Regions from separate parts of the Oryctolagus cuniculus genome. Here region 1 is linked to region 2. The links are chromatin contacts, called in public Micro-C maps. All regions are on one chromosome and are shown on one strand. The core of a region is the stretch at or near the end of the contact, and the rest is flanking DNA. Distances in the headings are between cores, read along the strand shown.

What was found. Hi-C and Micro-C count contacts between places; a contact is called where the count stands out from the background.
Region 1: a Micro-C map of ear pinna shows a contact between it and region 2, with 3 times the contacts expected there. The contact joins the promoter of TMEM242 here to the enhancer-like site in region 2. A contact is called at or near these places in 3 of 6 Hi-C or Micro-C datasets (ear pinna, psoas muscle and an unstated tissue).

The regions. Positions count from the first base shown.
Region 1 is chr5:10,299,650-10,304,767 of mOryCun1.1, reverse strand. TMEM242 (transmembrane protein 242) reads right to left here and starts at 3,005. Exons shown (of 4, transcript XM_002714955.5): 1 at 2,856-3,005; 2 at 2,309-2,409. The coding sequence starts at 2,943.
Region 2 is chr5:9,978,855-9,984,242 of mOryCun1.1, reverse strand. The region is part of intron 8 of ZDHHC14 (zinc finger DHHC-type palmitoyltransferase 14); the gene reads left to right. Among named protein-coding and RNA genes, the nearest start is that of SNX9, 120 kb to the right of the region's middle. Within about 2 kb of position 2,387, at least 4 of the 8 cell types and tissues checked have an H3K27ac peak or open chromatin away from gene starts, as enhancers often do. A contact at or near this core is called in ear pinna, where this site is marked.

The sequences.
Region 1 (5,118 bases), core at 1,756-4,255, 320 kb before region 2:
GTCCAAGTGCTTGGGCCCTGCACCCCATGGGAGACCAGGAGGAAGCACCTGGCTCCTGGCTTTGGATTGGCACAGCGCGCTGGCCGTAGCCATTTGGGGGATGAACCAACGGAAGGAAGACCTTTATCTCTGTCTCTCTCTCTCTCACTGTCTAACTCTGCCTGTCTAAACAAAAAAAAAAAAAAAAAGAAAGAAAGAAAGAAAGAAAGAAAGTGCTCGTAACAGGGGCAAGAGAATGGTTTGGCAGTTAAAATGCCTGCATCCATATCAGTGGTGGGTTTGAAATCCTGACTACTCTACTTCTGATTCCAGCTCCATGCCAATGCACACCCTAGGAAGTAAAAGGAGATGGCTCCAATATTGAAGCTCCTACCACTCACATGGAAGATCCAGCCTGAGTTCTGGGCTCCTGACGTTAGCCTGGTCCAGCTCTAGCTGTTCTGGGCACTGGGGGAGTGAACCAGTGGACAGAAGATCTCTGCCTCTGTTTCTCTGTCTCTGTCTGCTGTTCAAAAAGACATGTGTGTCGGAGCCTGAGTCTTTCCTCCGGCTCCTGACTTCAGCTTCCTGCTAGTGCAGACCACAGAAGGCAGCGGTGTTGCCTTAAGTAACTGGTCCATCCCAGGCATTTAGGAAGTGAACCAGGCAGTAGACGCAGCTCTCTCTGCCTCTCAAAACGATGACAAAAACCCATGTGGTCTTTTGCCATTACAGGATCCAGACATGTTATTTTAATAGATAAATACAGGAGCTGGCATTGTGGCTTAGTGGGTTAAGCCACCACCTGTGACACCGGCATCCCATATGAGCGCTGGTGCTTGGACCCCTGCCACCCTGGCCTAGCCCTGACTACTGTGAGTATTTGGGGAATGAACCACCGGATGGAAGCTCGCTCTCTAACTCTGCCTTTCAAATAAACAAATATTAAATATATGTGTGTAGAAAAGGAATTTGGTTTATGATTTGTCACTATAACACTTTTCCTTCATAGCTGGTAACAAATGATCATTACATAGTTATCTGTGGGAATATTCAATATTTGTCCCCCACCCCAGACAGTCAACTTCCTGGGAAGCAGGTAACTGTTCCTCTGTGCAGCCCACAAGGCTGGCAGAGTGCCTGCCACATGACAGATTCCAAGTAAACGTGTGTGGACACAGTGAAGCACTGATACATAAGACCAACAGGGGTGGGGGCAGGTACAGGACACTCATAACAAGTACAGTCGTGCACAGCACTGACTTTCTGGTCAACAGACCACGTACACCACGGAGGCCCCAGAAGATGCTACCGCTGAAGAACGCCACAGCCAGCTCACGTTAGTGTAAGCACAGCCTGATGCCCAAACACAACCAAACTGCCCAGGCACATTCCTCAGCGCCGACCCCTGCCATCAGGCAGCATGTGAATGGAACTGCACGTGAAGGCTAAGAAAACGTCTCAGCAACGGGGAAATGAGGTTCACCACCCCAGAGAGCAGCTGCTCGATCTTGCTCAAGGAGTGAGGATTTTCTGCCCTTGGTGGATAACAGCCGTGCCACCGAATTTCACTGCGCACCTACTATGTGTCGGGCACTTTTCCAGAGCCACAGTCCGCGGCAGTGAACACGTACGATCCCTGTACTCGGAAGCTGACGTGCACTTCCACGACCCCAGGATGCACTTTCTCCTCACGCAATGAGCAGTGTCAGAGTTTAGTTGCCACCATTTTTTCTTTCTAAATAGTACATAAAATATTGGGGCCTCTTACACTTCACAGTGGATGACCTGGATTTACATTCAAAGTCATGCTGTGAACAGGAGATGTACTAGATCTTTTTCAAAGTGTAAGAAAACACAAAAAAGGAGTACATGTTTTAGATGGAAACAAGGCCTGTCAACGCGTGTGCTTCTGGAGTCCGTGAGCTACAGATTCAGGTTCACGTAATAAGGCAGCTTCTGGAAAGATGCATGCATCTTTTACCTTTTTTTTTTTTTAATTTATTTATTTGAAAGGCAGAGTTACACAGAGAGAGCAAGATCTCCCACCCATTGGCCGTGGCTCTCTCTCTAAATGTCAGCGAAGTCGGGAGCCAGGAGCCTCCTCCAGGCCTCCCACTCGGGTGCAGGAGCCCAAGCACTTGGGTTTCTTCCGCTGCCTTCCCAGGCCATCGGCGGCTTTAACTGCTTTGCCACAGCACCGTCTCCCAAGTTTACTTCGTAATGCAAGATATAAGGTCACCCACATTTTCTTTATGCAAAAAAAAAAAAAAAAAAAGCTATTTATTGTAAACCACACAAATGCTATGAGCGGGTTTGTGCCACAAACCTTATTGAACCATTCAGGGCTTTTCTTTTTAGCCAACGATAACGTCGTAACAAATCCAGCTAACATTCCCACTGCAGCAACGGTGCCGAGGAAAATTCCACCTGCCAGGCGTTTGGGGAGGGGAGAGTTAAAAAAAAAAAAAACGTTAAAAAGATGCACACAAGTCTCAGGTACTAATAGAATCTCATTCAAAGTCACTCTAGAAATTCGAGACGTCACGGCCCCATGTTATTGGAGAGGAGAACGCTGCGACACCTTCGTGACCTGTGGCTCCTGCGGTCACTCGGGGGCGTCGCTCTCCAGTGCGGACGAGGGACGCAGGTTCCCGTCCCCTCTCCCCCAGGACCGCGGAGCCACGTTTCTCCCGGGGAGGAGAAGAGAAACGGCAGCAGCCACAAAAGGCAGGGCGAGGGACAAATCGCTGAGGGGATAGGGGAATACGGCCCTCAGGGGAGACGAGCTCGCGGGAGACCCGAGGCCACGCGACCCGGCCGCCGCCCGCAGAGCGCGATCACCCCTCCACCCGGAAGCCCGCACCGCGGTTCACCTTTCACCACGAAAAGCCGGTCGTCCGCAGGTCCCGGGGCCTCCAGCCGAGCCCTGGCCGGCGCAGCCCCAGCGCCCGCGGTGTCCATGTTTTAAGTCCCCCACCACCGAGTCCGCTCCCAACCGGGCCCGGGTGGAAGCGAGAGCGAGGCGGAGGAGAAAGGTTCCGCGGCCGCGCGTCCCTGTGCAACTTGAAGACGGGTCCGGAGTCCGGCCGGGGTCCCCAAATCTTCCCGCTCGCGCTGCGGCGGGGCCGGGGGTGGGGGTGGGGGGGCAGAAGGTATGTAGGGGCTGCAGGCGGCGTCCTCGCCGCCTATCGCAGGGTTTCAATAATTACTTGCCTGGTTTGAAAGAATGCAGAACCCTGACTCCAGGAGGCACCGGGGGTCGCTGATGGCCCCAGGTTCCCAGCCCCAGCTGGTTGGAGGATGCTGGAACCAAAGCAGGCCCTGGTCTCTTCTCTGCCGTCCTCCTGGAAATTCGCTAGCGGTCCTCCCTGGGGAGAGCGGACCTTCTGGGAAGCCTGGGCAGCCCGGCCAGCGTGGGGTGCCAGCCCCGGGGCGGGGGCGCTAAGGTCTTGCACGGGGACAGGCCTGGCTTCTGAGGGGCCTAAGACCCGGGCGTCCGAAGACAATGCGGCGCTCTGCCTGTCTTTCTCTGCCCCCAACACTCTGGGGCAGGAGTTTCCTGAGGAGGGGTGGGGACCCACATTCATTTTTATATTTCTCAGCTTCCAGCGAGTTGTCTGTCGTGCGTCATAAATGCATGTTGGATGAATGAGTAAACGAATGTATTCCTTTTAAATGCAGGTAATAGCTGAAATCTGGGGCCAGCCATTGTTGGTGCAGTGCGCGAAGCGCTGCCTCGGTGGCTGGCATCCCCTAGGAGCGCTGGCTGGCATCCCAGCTGCTCTGCTCCCCAGCCAGCTCCCTGCTGGTGCACCTGGGAAAGCAGCTGAGGATGCCAAGTGCTTGGGCCCCTGCACCCATGTGGGAGACCCAGAGGCTTCCTCCTGGCTCAGTCCCAGCCATTAGGATCATTTGGGGAGTGAACCAGCGGATGGAAGATCTCTTTTTCTGTCTCTCCCTCTCTCTGTCACTCTGCCTTTCGAATAAATAAAGTTTAATAATGATGATAGTAACTTAAAACCTGAGTACAGGCCCTAAACTACATCTTAGCTTTGTCACCTTGGGGTTACTTGGTTTCTCCAGATCTCAAACTCCTCAACTGTAAAATAAAGGAAGGCTTGCGGCACCGGCACACCGGGTTCTAGTTCCCTTCGGGGCGCCGGATTCTGTCCCGGTTGCCCTTCTTCCAGGCCAGCTCTCTGCTGTGGCCAGGGAGTGCAGTAGAGGATGGCCCAAGTGCTTGGGCCCTGCACCCCATGGGAGACCAGGAGAAGCACCTGGCTCCTGCCATCGGATCAGTGCTGTGTGCCGGCCGCAGCACGCCGGCCGCGGCAGCCATTGGAGGGTGAACCAACGGCAAAGGAAGACCTTTCTCTCTGTCTCTTTCTCTCACTTTCCACTCTGCCTGTCAAAAATAATAATAATAAAAAAAAAGGAAAGAGCTTCCTTGTCTTAGTCTGTTTTCTACTGCTAACACCAGCATAGACTGGATGTACTGTAAATGGAAACAGCTTATTCCACTCAGTTCTGGAGGCTGGGAAGTTCAAGGCTGAGGGGCTGAACCTGGTGAGGGCTTATGAACTGCATCACATGTGGAAGGCATTACAAGATGGGGGGCAGGGGAGAGGCCAGAGCTCATCAGAATTCATCACACCCCTGCTCCTGTAATAACAGCAGTAGTCTGCTCATGAGGGCAGAGTCCCCATGGCAGAAGTACCTCCCGATACTATCACTGTGGAAATTCAATGTCAAGTTTTTGAAGTGCACCATAGCACCACCTCATAGAGTTGCTGTGAGAATTATATGAAGCAATGTGCAATAGAGAAGTTAGCACAAAGCCTGGCACAAAGAAGTACTCCATAAATATTAGCTCTAATTATTGTCACCTTTGATTGCACTACTGTTTTAGTAGAATTCTTTGAGATTTTTAAAAATAACAGATGCCCAGGGGCCGGCACTGTGCCCACTGCCTGTGGTGCCGGCATCCCATATGGGTGCCGATGTGAGTCCTGACTGCTCCACTTCTGATCCAGCTCCATGTTAATGTGCCTGGGAAAGCAATAGAAGATGGCCCAGGTACTCGGGCCTCTGCATCTACGTGGGAGACTCGGAAGAAGCTCCTGGCTCCTGGTTTTG
Region 2 (5,388 bases), core at 1,138-3,637:
CCGAGCCACCTGTCAGGCTGACAGTGAGCTCAGACGCCTCGCACGCCAGAGCAGAGGTGGGCATCGCCTTGCCAGCCCCCCCTCCCCGCACACACAGGCCAGAGAACATCTAGGACCCCTTTCTGCAGAGTGTAGAGAGGGCTCAGAAAGCACGTGGCGGCCGAGAGGCGAGCAAGACTCGGGTCTGTCCCAGGAGCCACACCGGGAGGTGACATGACGTCTGACAGCTGTGCCCTGTGAGCTCAGACACAGGACGCTGCCCGGAGTCCCAGAACTGGGGTCCCTCCCGAAAGCCCAGGAGCTCTACAGGAAGGAAGCCCTACACGGCCGAGTCCCTTGGTCCACCTTCTCCCGGTCACAAACGAAACTTCCGGTGAGCACCGCTCCAGGTTCAGGAGCAACACCGAACCCTGGAGTCACATCCCTGAGCCAGGACATTCCCGGCAGTGGTGACCCCTGCGCAGGGACACCTGTTCCCCCGGTGAGCACCTTCGTGTCTGCCGCCAGGCCGTAAGCTGCCTTCCTTATCCCTCTCTAAGAAAGTCGGAAATCAGTCGTGCAGAGAGCAGGCTGCCGCCCCTTAGTAGCTGAGCGACCCTGACTGTTTACACCCATGAAATGGGAACACTGACAAGTGTGCCTAGTAGGGTCTCCGAGAAGCAAACACCTTAACGTGCACTTAGCCCGTTGCCTAGCGGAGCGGTGCTCTGTAGTGTTGGCTGTTATTGTTACTGTCGGTGTCATCTCCCAGGTATGCATGGGTGGCCAGGTCAGCCAGAGCAACTGTGTCCTCTCTGAGTAGCAGGACAGCGGTGGTCATGGCTGGAGTGGGGAAGGAGCCTCGGACGGGAGATGAGGCGCCCGTCAGTGAGCTCCCATCACCAACTCCCTCTGCCTCCGGTCCTCAGTTCTCCCCGTCTGTGGAGTGGGAGCTGGGAGTGATTTGTAGCTAATGTCCTTTCTAGCTCTGCCTGTGAGCGCATCTCCCGTCTTTGCAGCTCAGCTGGGTGAGGAGAGCAGGACACCATCGTCGACCCACCCACAGGAGAGAGCCCCCTCCTCCTGGAAGACGATCAGTGGGGACCCCCTGCTCTCCCCCCTCTCCCAGCAGGCCTGAGACAGGAAGACAGCCCTTGCTGCACGAGGAGGGTTGGCCGTGGCCTGCAGCTCAGAAGTCCCCTGGAGCAAGCTTGTGCTCGGCTTTTCCTGTTGGGCTCTCATTGCGTGTGTTTCCGTGTCAGATCTCACTGGGTCGCCCGTGTGATCCTTGCTGTGCGTTGCTGGATTCGGTTTGCTAGGATTTTGTTGAGGATTATTGCATGTATCTTTATAAGAGATACCATCTAGATTTTTTTAAAAGATGTATCTATTTATTTGAAACTCAAAGTTACAGAGAGAGAGAAAAAGAGAGAGATGGAGAGATCTTCCATCCACTGGTTTGCTCCTCATATGGCTGCAATGGCCAGGGCTGGTCCAAGCTGAAGCCAGGAGCCAGGAGCTTCCTCTGCATCTCCCACGTGGGTGGCAGGGGCCCAAGCACTGGCACCATCTTCTGCTGCTTTTCCTAGCAGAGAGCTGGGTCGGGAGTGGAGCAGCCAGGACAGGAACCAGCGCCCACGGGGGACGCCCGCACCACAAGCTGAGGCTTTACCCGCTGTGCCACCACCTTGCCGCTGCCTGCGTTATCTTTTCATGTGAGGTCTTTGTCCAGTATTGGTATCAGGAAGTAACACTGACCTCCCAGAGTGAGTCAGGAAGGGTTTCTCCCGCTTCTGTCTTCTGAGGAATCGGTGAGGAACTGGTGTTAGTTCTCCTTTCGAGGTCTGAAGGAACTCACAAGGAAGCTGTCGGTCTGGGGGCTTCCTTGATGAGTAGTTTCTGATCACTGACTTGCTCTGAGCTTGTTATAGGTCTACTCAGATATTCTATTTCTTCATGTGTCAGTTTCAGTGGTGTGTGTGTGTTTTGGGAATTTCATCTCAGTTGTCTAATGTGTTGCCATTTTGTCATAGGCTTTATGCTAACATTGTTTGATGTTGGAAGTAGGCAAAAAAGGAAGAAAAGCTTAAAAAGTTTTAAAAATGAGAGTAATTTGTAAGGGGGGGGGGGGGAGATGTAGCCAAAAACTTCAGTGAGTGTAAACAAGCCCATGAATTAGCCCCAGGGGGACATCAGTGTTCCATGTGTTTTTTTCCCTAACAGTCTATGAAATGCATGTAACTCTGCCAGCCGAGGGAGCTGGGAACCTCCAGCAAAGTGGATTCCAGCGCGGGTCACAGGTCCTGTCTGTTTGCTTTGCTTTCTTCCCCTTGGAGTAATGTTAGGGCCAAGAGAAATAGACACATTCCGAGCGATTTCCAGGGATTGTCAAAATACGGAAACACAAGCTAAACTATTTCTAGACTGAGAGCCAGCCTGGTTCTCTGGGGGCAGTTGGGACATTCCTCCCTCTAGCTCGCTCAGGCTGCCCGGAACAGACACCCCAACCAAGAGCGTCACGGAGTGAGCCAGCGCACGGTGGCCGCAGGGACCCAACCCCCCCCCCCCGGTTTTCAGGTCTCTGGTACAGCGTAGATGCTAAGCTGCCACCCTCTGCTCCCTGGGAAGCCTACACCAGCAGGAGAAACAAGGGGCCCAGCAAACCGCCCAGCAGTCCGTCCTCTTTCTCTTTATTTCTCTTTCGTTTTGGGAATAGAGTTAGAGCTCACAGTCAGTGTGAAAGTTCTCGTGTTCTGATCCTTAATTAAACGGGAGAAAAGTGAGTCCACAAGCCTTCTCCTGCTGAGTTAGCCAGTCACAGGGTGAAGGTCACGGCACTCCAGGAAGGGAGCCAGGGCTCCACCGCAGTCCTCGGCTGCCGGCGGAGGCGCAGCCCCCTGACAGCCGGCCCAGCGCTGGCTGACCACATCCCTGCGAGGACCTTCCCATGTGGTCCCGCAGCAGCCTGTGAGCCGTCCCCAGGTGACAAATGGCGAAAAGGGGCTTTACAGGACCTTGGCCAAAGTCACACAACCAGCAGCTTGGGGCCTCATGCTCTCCCACCAGGGTAGTGGGAGAAGACCCCCTTGGCCCCTGGCCCTGCTTCTGGGAGCTGAGGACACGACTTCCTATAGCGCTGTGTCTCTGGGCGCGGGGCACCCATCAGACCTACAGTACTGACATGAGAGCCTGGTTAGGTCAGAATCCAGGCTGGGGCTCAAGCAGTGGGCGTGTCCTAGCCCTGGGGGTGATTTAAATAGCTCAGAACCATCACCAAAGCCTCGACAAAGCTTGAGACACAGGGGACGGTCTGAGCCGACGTTTGCTTGGGCACAGAGGAAGTTTCCTTTATCTCGCGTGTGGCTGAACCGACACGTGGTCTAGTCAGTGAAAAGGGAACAGGCCGGAGCAGTGGCGGAGCCTGTGAGACGCAGCTGTTCCGTGTGCTCAGGAAGCAGGGGCGACGGTGTTAGGCCTGTGGACGGTACAGCAGGCATTTGTATGGAGACAGCTGTGGCAGGAGAAGGTACCTGCTAACCAGCTCAGATTTTGTTCTGCGAGCAGCAGGAGGCCGTTACAGAGACCCACGTAACCAAGTAACTCTCCAGGGCTAGGAGGCTTGCTCGTGTTCATCACTGAGGTATTCATCTGATTCCACCTCATATGCTGGAAGATTACTTTTTGAAAAAAGGATTTATTGGGGCCAGCACCGTGGCCCCAATAGTGGATAAAGCCACTGCCTGCAATGCTGGCATCCCATATGGGTGCCGGTTCAAGTCCTGGCTGTTCCAATTCCAATTCAGCTCTCTGCTATGGCCTGGGAAAGCAATGGAGGCTGGCCCAAGTCCTTAGGCCCCTGTACCCGTGTGGGAGACACAGAGGAAGCTCTTGGCTCCTGGCTTTAGATTGTCACAGCTCTGGCCATTGCAGCCATTTGGGGAGTGAACCAGTAGATAGAAGACCTCTCTTTCTCTCTCTTTACCTCTGCTACTCTGTAACTCTGCCTTTCAAATAAATAAATAATTTTTTTTTGAAAAAAAGGATTTAGTTATCTGAAAAGTAGAGTGATAAAGAGAGAGAGAGAGAGGGAGAGAAAGAGAGAGAGAGAGAGAGATCTTCTGTCTGATGGTTCACTGCCCAAATGTCCACAGACGCAAGGCTTGGACCAGGTCGAAGCCAGGAATCTCATCCAGGTCTGTCTCCCACGTGGCTGGCAGGAACCTATGTGCTTGGGCCATCCCTTTGCCATCTCCAAGGTGCGTAAGCAGGGAGCTGGACTGGAAGCAGGGGAGCCAGGACTCAAACCGTCACTCCAGTATAAGGCAGAGGGGCGATCAAGCAGTGGCGTCACCTGCTGTGGCACAGTCCCCACCTCTGGAAGATTACTTTTCTAATCAGCATTTATTGCCTTTCCCTAAGCTCCTCCCACCTCTGCCAACTCCACACGCGCCCAGTCTTTGTCTAATGGGAATCTAGTGAGGGCACTAGAAGAGGATAATCCCGAAAGATAACTGAAGGAGACGCTTTGCAAGTAGCCAGAGCTGAGCCCTCCACTCGGTGGGGGATGGCAGCGAGCAGGTGCGCGCTCAGGGCTCCAGCTTGGACGCTGTGACGTCCAGAGCCCGCAAGTGCTGCTGCCGTAACCCCAGCTGTGCCTTCTGTCACCTGAGCGCCTGTGGGTGCCCAGGGAGCCTGACCAGGGTTGTGTAGCGATAACCCCGGTGCTCGGGGGAGGGGGTTCACTGTTGCTGTTTGCCTCGCTGTTGGCTCTCACCTTAGGACCGGGAGGTCCCTTCTAGGATGGCGTGGACACGCACGGTCCAGTGTCTGGTGCACTTGCCTCAGGGGCAGCATCAGGGTCACCGTTGCTGGCGCTTGCGGCCACATCAGCGCTGGAATCTGTTTTAGAAAATCATTCACTCTGTGTACTCACTCTAAGGTCTGCTGTATTTACATCCGCCTTAACCCAGTGCCGGCACAGGACTAAACCAGCAGTTGCCTGACTATTACACTCGTGTTCCAGAACTCTGCACACCGAATCTGGAAAATCAGGGACAGCAGGCAAGCGTAGCTTCCGCAACCTGCAGTGACACAGCGAAATAAGAACAAGACGCCCTCCTCCTGACTTCGCTCTGCACGTCAGGTGGACTTTTGGAGTCTGTGGCTTGTGGGGACGGAACGAGTATTCGGAAGACCCCAGCACAAGGCCAGAGCCTCACAACCAGGCAGGAGTGAACGAGGCCCAGCTCCAGGACTTTAGACGGAATCAGAGCAAAAGAGGGAAACCACGTCACTCTGGCCATTTAGAAACCGGCCGGCTCTGCTCTTCGCGCTTAATCTGCATACGAGGTTCACTTCAGAACAAAAGTCAGCCGAGGGTGAAACCAGACGCATTCCAACATGAGCCAT